Regions from separate parts of the Mus musculus genome. Here region 1 is linked to region 2. A link is a contact called in public HiChIP or PLAC-seq data. All regions are on one chromosome and are shown on one strand. Each heading gives the region's core, a stretch centred on a gene start, on an enhancer-like site or on the middle of the called end of the contact. The rest is flanking DNA. Distances are from core to core; before and after follow the strand shown. Region 1 has its middle 47 kb from the start of 5430435K18Rik. Region 2 overlaps Stard13 (StAR-related lipid transfer (START) domain containing 13).

Region 1 (4,245 bases), core at 1,660-4,159, 140 kb before region 2:
AAATCTTCACTTTTCAGTGCCACCTTTCAACATGAAAGAATCTGCTACCCAAAGCACACTTGTGTGTCTTTGGGGAAAGATTTCATTTTACTTGTTCTGTGATACAGGCCACATAACAAGAATTATGTTTCCCTTCTGTGTCTCTGAAATTTGTGTCTCAAGCTTTAAAGACTTCTTTAGAAGAAATTCAAAAAAATCATCTCTGGCCTGGGCTACTTTATACTCATGCCACTTTTTTTTTCTGCCTTGAAACAATGTATAAATTTATGTTACTTTGTTGATCTTTAAAATGTTTACCCTTTTTACATAGTGACTTTTATTTAGTTTCTCAGCCTTTAGACTTTTTATATCATGTTCCTATGAAACTAAGACTAAGTGAGAAAATAAAATATGAATGATGAGTATGCACATGAATGTTCTGTGTGCTGCTCTGAAGATGGTGTAATCTGAAAATACTGGCCTTGCTAGAAGCATGGGAGTGTTTCACAGTTAGATTTTATCCTCCTTTGCTTAGTGTCAAATACATTTCCCTGACAGTGGATGGTAATCTGGTTACAACAGGCCACAGTGCCTGGCCATGCTGTGTGATGCTATTTCTTTATGGAAATATGATTTATGACCACACAGTTCTCAGTAGATATCTTGCCATATCCAACCTGGACCATTCTATAGCATGGCATGTGCCAGTTCTTCAGGTAGACTGTGAGTATTTGGGGGAGTGACTGCAGAGAAAAGTGGTGTGAATTTGATTGGAGAAGCTAGGTCCTATGCTGTTCCTCCAAAAGGCAGTAAGAATCTATCAGAGACAGGCACAGAATAAAGAACAATATTGTCCTATGTACACACTTCTGAGGATTGGTCTTGAATAAAGCGTGGTAGGAATACAAGAATAGGACAAATAGGATTTATGGAGAACCACCATAACACAAGCCGCAGATCATGACAGATAGAAGAAATACAGCAGCTATCAAAGGTGATGCATAGGAAGATTGAAATGGAAAACTAGGGACTTTATGGGTATGAAGCTAAAAGGATGTGCCTGATCTCCACGTACTTGACCACAGAGAATCACCTTGGCTGCTAGCTTCCCTTGCTTCTCCCAAGGCTTGGAGACCATTGGCTTACTTTAATTTTATCTTTGTTCCCTTGGATGCAGTGGCTGCTCTCATCTCTTTACACTTGGTTTTCCTTAGTGTACACATCAGAGTCTCATCAGCCTCGTTGTGTTTAGATCTGCCTGGGATCCTTGCTTAGTGCTTCACTCTTGGAGACTTCAATTGCGTATATAAGTCACTTGGATTTTATACTCAACTCTTTTCTCTTTATGCTTTATTCTGGGTCGTATATCAGACTCACTCTCTAATCTTTTCTCCTTACACACCCCATTTGCTATTAAGCTTGTAGAGTGCATCTTAGGAAGCCCCAGCATGTAGATGGCTGTTGTCTAAGCCACTCTAGTCTGTGGTTTTTGTTGTGACAGACGTAGGAGATCTGTTGTACCATAGGAACCACCCACAATCACAAACAACTTATGGCAACTGTATTCTAATAGACTTCTCTCCATGATGTGGAAGCTGACAGGCTGTTGGCACAAAGCCTGGTGACCTGAGTTTGACCCTCAGGACCCATAAGGTTGAAGGAAAGAACCAACTTACACAGAGTCTCCTCACTTCCACATGTTTATTGTGGTGTAAATGCGCACATAAACACACACACACACACACTACAAAACAAGCATAAACACCCAGAGAAATACACACACTAACAAAAAAGTAATATGATGTTTTTAAAACACACACTAAATAACAACATAATAAAATGTTTAAAAAGATATTAGATGTTCTCTGATTTTCTTCGATCACATAATAGTTTTCTTTTTTTTTAAAAAAAAACTTATTTGAAAATGTAAAAGCCATTCTAAATTAGCCCAAACATTGCCAAAAGAGGCCATGAATAAAATGTGACTGACAAGCTGGGTTAAAATCCTCATTGCAGAGGTCAAAGTGTCATAGCAAATGCCCAGGGAATCACAAGCCGTTGTCTTAAGACCTGATCATCCATCACCTCCCTCTTTTCTTCACCGTGCCTTACTTAGTGTACAGAAAGTACCAGGGCACCCAACCCTGCCCAGATCTTCCCCACCGGCAACTCTTGCCTCACAGAACAGCTCCAAGATTTCTCGCTACTTCTCCCAGTCTCCTAGTACTGTTTGACCTCAGTAAAAATTGTTGGCAAGGCTTTCTCCTCTAGTGACACTTTTGGAGAAGGCTACAGCTGAAAGTCCAGTCTGTCCTCCGCGTCCGTGTTTTTGTGCGAGCTCTTTCACTCTAATTGGCTTCTGTGTGTGTAGTCAGTGTGCCAAATTCTTGCTTTATGGACAGTAGTGAATCTTCCCTTCTGTCTTCCACTGGCCCTGGGCTCAAAGCAAGTTTTTTTCAAATTAAGTTCTTATATCTCTGGTCCAAAGTAGCAAACTGCTTCCGAGTAAGCAGGAAGCTCCTTTTTTTGTTTTCTGTGTTCACACAGCACAGTTCAGGACCATGGCTGAAACCTACGCCATCTGTACAGGGCATGCATGAAGAAGTACTTACTCATGGAGGCCAGAAGAGGGCGTCGGATACCCTGGAACTGGTATTACAGGCAGTTGTGAGCCACCGTGTGGGTGCTGGGAATCGAACTTTGGTCCTCCTCAAAAGCAGCCAGTGCTCTTAACTAGTGAGCCATCTCTCCAGCAGTTTTAGATCTTGTAGAATTTCAGATTTGGGGTCATGGGCCCTCTGCTAATCTGTTAATACCCTAAGGAAACAGACAAGTCAGTATTCCCAGAATTCACATCCACTGGCGGAGAGAAGCGTTTAAAGCCCTTTGTAAGTATGAAACAATACAGTCAAGCACCACAAAAGCACAGATAGGGAAACTGCCTGCATACACTCCTCTGCCCCAGCCTTCCCTCATCCCAGCCTTCCCTCATCCCGGTCTTCAGCGCAGCAGTTTTGTGTTATCTGTAAAGAATTCTAAGCTAAATAAAGCGGTCAGCATTTGACATATGAGCTAATTTACACCCCTACTTTACATTTAAAGATCACAGTCTGACTCTCTGGTAGTCTCATAGTGTGCTGCCTCCTGTTGCTAACACCTGCCAAATGCTCTTGCACACCTGGCCATTGTTTTTCAAATGGTCTAACAAACTCTACTTAAAAAAAAAAAACAAATCTAATATATAATTGAATTTATATTGGTGTTCCAGATAAATACATTTCCAGAAGAGTAAATAGGCATTGTAGGTTGAGGTAAATGAGAGTTGAGGAACAACTAATGTAACATAATGTATGGAAGAAGATACTCAACACAGGATAATTTGCAAGACAGGCAGAACAACTCAGCTCCTGGTTGGAAAGGCCTGGAGAGACTAAAAGGGCGCCCACAGGTTCTGGGCCCAGGGCTGATAGAGTATCACTCTCAAGCTGCCGCTGTCAGTCCTGCCTTGGATAAGGAATGGCTCACACCTGCCTAGCAACAATACAGTTTCACACAAGATAGACATTCTTAGGGCCTCATGGGGTTCCACGCCCTGGAAGTCTCACTTCAACTGTTTGCCCAGATGCAGAATTCCTAGGATTGTCGTTTTAGAATGAATTCTTTTTCTTTGTGTGTGTGTGGGGGTGGGGGGTGGGGGGGGGGTTGGAGACAGGGTTTCTCTGTGTAGCCCTGGCTGTCCTGGAACTCACTCTGTAGACTATTCTATTCCCTAAACTTAATCCAGGAAAACACTGTGACCACTTTTGTTATTAAGAAACTGTGTTGTTATTTAATGTTTCTTTCTTTGTTTATTCGTTCCTAGGAACTGGCCTAAATCCTATATACAACATATGCACAAAGCAACTCGTTTCTTTGTGTCAACCAACCAAGCAAAAAAAAAGGAAGCCTTCCAAATATGGCCTATACCATCTATGGTCTGGGATGAACAGTAGTATAACTATAACTAGAGTCATGGGGTTTTTTCTTAAATGTCAACTGTAAAACATAAAATTCTTTTGATTAACACCAGATGTCAGGAACACTTACTTAAATGGCATGTTTTATTAAATGGCGTCATTACTAGACTCACTGAAGTACTAAAGATGACCTTTTTTTGCATTAGATTACATAGCTGAAGTTATGTATTACTACAGTATTTCAAATATTTGGACACTAGTATATATGAACCAAAATGTACATTTAGAACCATACTTAAACATCTTGGGT
Region 2 (4,520 bases), core at 751-3,250:
TAAGATCTATTCCAGGTACCATAAAGATAATGGGGCAAGAATAGTGAGTATAACAGCATGGGGCCATGATTGACAGCAAGGGAGCACCAATGACAACGAGGGATTTCAGTAAGGTTGGTCCTTAGACACCTCCAGAAGGCCACCAAAGGCATGCATCCATTAGGCAGGACCTTGAGGAGCATTAGACAGGCAACAGCTGCAGAGTTCTCCAGATGTGAAGGGATGTTCTCTTCAGACCTTAGCCATACCACAGGACACTGACTGAGGTCTGGTTCATGGAAGGCTTGTCTGACACTGATCTTTCTCTCGGCCCTCAACTGGTTAAAAGGCATAAATAAGTAAGGGCTGGGTCAGCACATCCTGGATGTCATGTCCTTGCTTAAGGAAACTTCCTTGGCTGGGTTGGCAGCTTACTCATTGTAAGGCAGACAGCTCCCTGGGGCAAAGGAAACACATTTCTGTCCTTTACAGCCTACTGTCCAGCCCCTGGCACCAACAGGACCGTAAAAGTGTTGTGTGACCTTTGGGGAGTTCAGTTTTATTGAAAAGAGTTCTTTCAGCGCAAATCTCAAGGAATGGTTTGATGTTGGGGAAGGCAAGGAACACCTAAAGAGTGCTCTACTGATTTGGTCTTTGGCTGGTTGGGAACCAGTTTTAACTTTCTGTAACTCAAATCAAGCACACACCTGCTAGTGTAAAACTCCTGGTACTGAGGGCAGTGGTTTTTCCTCCCACACTTCAGTACTGTTAGTGTTCAAAGTGCCACCCCCACAGTTACCTGGCAACAGCCAGGTAGGCCTGACCCACTCTAAAAGGTGCTACTTGCCCCCTCTGCCCTCTCTTGATCTCTTGCTTCTCTCCTGCTCTTGCTCCCCCTTCCCCATTCCCTTCCCTTCCCCCTCTCTCCACATGCTCATGGCTATGGCCGGCCTCTACTTCTCTACTCTCTCTCTCTCTCTCTCTCTGCCTTTCTCTGCCACTACTGCTATCTTAACTCCCCTCCTCATGTCCTGAATAAACTCTATTCTATACTATATAGTCTTGTGGCTGTTCCCTCATGGGGAAGGGATGCCTTGGCATGGGCCCACTGAGGTACACTCTCCCTCCATACCTCACCAACACCCCCATAGAACAAGCTGGCAGCCTGGCGGGCAGAGATCTGGGCTGTTGGGATTTATAAAGTCTCTTGGCACTGTGCAGAAAGGAGGGCTCTAAATTCAGCCACGAGTGAGGGACCTTCTCAGACACTCCTTGTGGTTAAAACAAATGATTGAAGCCTGCTGTGCAGCTGTTTGAGTCCAGATGGAATGTCTAGCATGCTGCTATCTTGGCTTCCAGGACAGCCTCTAGAGGCCCTAGGGACCTCACCCTGTTCCCAAAGACTCCTTGTCATGAGGGGCGTGGCCAGAGGCATGCAGGATTAAAGGCAGAGAATTAAAAGGGGGCGGGGGTGGGGCAGGAAGACAGTTTCCAGAGCCATCAAAACTATTCAAAATCTTGAGTAAATTGTGTTATTTAAGCAGAAGAAACAGGATTAAAAGGTGACAGGGCTTCCTTTTCTACCACCAGTTGCCATTATGATACAGAAAACACCAAAAAACAAGAATATCATAGTCAGTGTGTCTCTAGCTAAAGTTCCTTATTTTGACTTTTAACTTATTTAAAATTAAAATAATTTGACCTTTATTCATTTCTTTTATGTGTGGGAGTAAGCTACTAAATATGGAAGTCAAAGGACAACTTGGAGACATCTCTTCACCTTAAGTGGGACCCAGGGATCGAACTCAAGTCTTCAGGGTTGACAGGCCTATGCCTGAAACTGCTGAGAACTCTCACCCACCCACTCCTTGTTTTGATTTTTTTTTAAAGCTATATCAAAAGTTTTCGATGTAGGGTTTTGTTTTGCTTTATTTTGTTTTTTCTCGTCTGTTTTGAAAGGGAAGGCATTTTATTGATTTTACTTTACTTGTTGATGTCTGTTTTTGAAACTGAGTTCAGGGTTGAGTGCCCTGTGTTTGAGCAGCAATGTTGCTGACAAGCTAATTGGAGGTTCAGCGGGAGTGGGGGAGGGGCTTTCAAATTCCCATAGAACATAAAGATTCACTGTAGCTCACCATCAAAGGAAGGAATAACTCTAGCATGAAGTGTCTGCACTTTACACAGGCAGCCAGTTACACCGGTAGAGTTTGCTTTTACTAAGAAGAGACGTGTCTGGAAATGCAACATGTGCATCCACCTGTAAGAGCCCACCAGCCACTTATGGGAGGTGACAACAGAACAGTGTCCTGTGCACTTCCTCTCTTGAGGCACAAAAGTAAGTGAGACCAAATGCTCTGCAGATTGGTGGCTACACAGCTTTTATAACTGTACCAAGTGTGCATGGTCTTCTGGTGGACAATCATCTTAACCTGGCCAGAAGCTCTAGCAAACCTTCCCCTTTGATGGAGTGATTCATTTGGAGAGAGGGACGCGGTGGGGTGCCTGAGGTCCAGGTAGCACAGCATGCTGACTCAAAGACCACATTTTCCCCTCCTCTCTCCTCCTCCCCCTCCTCTTTCTCCTTCTCTTCCTCCTCCTCCTCTTCCACCTCCACCTCTTCCTCTTCCTCTTTCTTCCTCCTCCTGCCCCTCCTCTTTCTCCTTCTCTTCCTCCTCTTCCTCTTCCACCTCCACCTCTTCCTCTTCCTCTTTCTTCCTCCTCCATCTCCTCCTCTTTCACCTCCTCTTTCTTCTCCTCCTCCTCCACAGTGTTAGCCATGGTTATGGAGTGAGATGGACCCCTAGGCAAACTCTCAATCAACCCTCCTACCTTCTGGCCACTAGCTGTGTGTGTATACAGCCTCTCTTTCAACTCACAGAACAGTCCTGTGAGGTTGGAGTTCTATTTTGCAAATGCAGATTTGAGGCTCCTTGAAATTAGTGACTGACATCTGCAGCGTCCCAGATTACAACCATGCCTTCGCTCTTGCTCTTATCTGCAATGTTTTCTTCCCGTCCTCTTTCCTCTCCTTGCTTCCCTGCTCCCATTTCTCCGCATCTACTCTCTCCAGGATCTCATTAGGCTGGACTAACCTGGAATTAGCTATGTAGACAAGGCTAGCTAAAAAACATAGATATTCACCTGTCTGTACCCACTCCTCCACCCACCTCTGCCCCCCCTCCCCAGTGCTCAGATTGAAACCGTTCACCACCACACCCATGATCACACCTCCTTAATCTTCTATTATTTTACTTACTGCAAACCTATTGAACTCAAACTCCATTCGAGGCCCTGTATTAAATAAGACAGAGAAGATTCTTGTCCTCATGTATCTTGTAAACTAGCCCACCAGGAACAGAAGTGTTTTTAAACAGAACAAAGGGGGTTGAGGGATGGGCCCACCTACGAAGGGACTGCTGCTTTCCGAGAAGGGGAGTTAACATATTGGCTGTGCTGGAGGAGACTGAAAAGATCTTAACAAGATGGGACAATGATCCAAGATCATGGCCTGAAGTTAAGCAGAAATAGACTTGAAGCTTTTTACTGACTTTTATAAGTATATCATTAGAACACTGGCCTGCACCTTTAAGCCTGACATCGTAGCCTGAATCGGGCCACACTTCCCTCCCACTCTTTCTGGGACAGAGTTAAGATGCAGCCTCCATCCTGAACAAAACCTCTCACTTTATGGTATCTGGCTCCTCCAGGTTGCCTGGCACATCACACATGCGCTATTGAACTAAATCGTGATGTGTAAGAATTTCTCCGACCCTTTAAGGATTATAAGAAGCCAGAACTTTCCCTTGCTTGGGGTGTTGATCCAAGACACTCCACCCATCCTCTACAGAATCCCTTTTCACTCACCTTCCCTCCCTGCCCCCTCCGATGTTCTCCTAATGAAGCTTCTCTCCAGGCATTAGAGGAAGCCTCTCCTTCCCCCTAAGGCCCCACCATGTGTAGATCTCCATATATTATATTGTTTCTGTCTAATGCTCTCCCTTCCACCTCAAGGCTCCATGATGGCCCTGAGGCTCTCTCATTCAATAATTCATCAGGTGAAGCTTGAAGCCCTAAGAGAGTGGGGTACACTTTTTAAAGAGACTGTCTTAGACTATATCTGTTCCAGCAGAGATTCCAAAAGAAAGGTCTGGCAATCAGTTTTACTTTGCATCCCGAACTTCTTCCAGGGCATTCCATGTGTTTTTGTTTGTTTTAAGGGAAGAACTGTTTATAAGAGAGTGTTTCCGACACAACAATAAAGTAAGTCTCTAGAATCTTAATTCTTGTGGTAGAAGGGAAGAGATGCTCACTTATTCCCTACCTATTCTTACGTCCTGGTGAGCTTCCCAGTGCGGCACTTAAGGCTTTGCAGCCGGGAACCTGAAAGACAAATGACATCACCCTGTGCTTGCCTTTCCTTGGCAGTGCTTAGCAACTGCCACTGCTCGCCTATGGCACATTTCCCAGACCTGTTTTTCGTGCCGTGTCTTGTGTTCTGATTTCACTGTTACCATGGTCTGAGTGAAAAATGTCCCCTACAG

Evidence for each region. HiChIP or PLAC-seq counts read pairs in DNA pulled down with a chosen protein or histone mark.
Region 1: an H3K27ac HiChIP or PLAC-seq map of extraembryonic endoderm stem cells shows a contact between it and region 2. The contact joins two enhancer-like sites. A contact is called at or near these places in 1 of 15 datasets of contacts at CTCF or cohesin (the NIH/3T3 cell line), 10 of 484 Hi-C or Micro-C datasets (the 3T3-L1 cell line, the AML12 cell line, the HL-1 cell line and 4 more), 1 of 115 datasets of contacts at active chromatin or transcription factors (extraembryonic endoderm stem cells) and 1 of 9 other capture datasets (embryonic stem cells).

Annotation. Positions count from the first base shown.
Region 1 is chr5:151,297,830-151,302,074 of GRCm38.p6, reverse strand. It overlaps a transcript of Stard13 not described here. Among named protein-coding and RNA genes, the nearest start is that of 5430435K18Rik, 47 kb to the right of the region's middle. Within about 2 kb of position 2,909, at least 13 of the 459 cell types and tissues checked have an H3K27ac peak or open chromatin away from gene starts, as enhancers often do. A contact at or near this core is called in extraembryonic endoderm stem cells, where this site is marked.
Region 2 is chr5:151,151,706-151,156,225 of GRCm38.p6, reverse strand. The region is part of intron 1 of Stard13 (StAR-related lipid transfer (START) domain containing 13); the gene reads left to right. Among named protein-coding and RNA genes, the nearest start is that of Stard13, 36 kb to the left of the region's middle. Within about 2 kb of position 2,000, at least 65 of the 459 cell types and tissues checked have an H3K27ac peak or open chromatin away from gene starts, as enhancers often do. A contact at or near this core is called in extraembryonic endoderm stem cells, where this site is marked.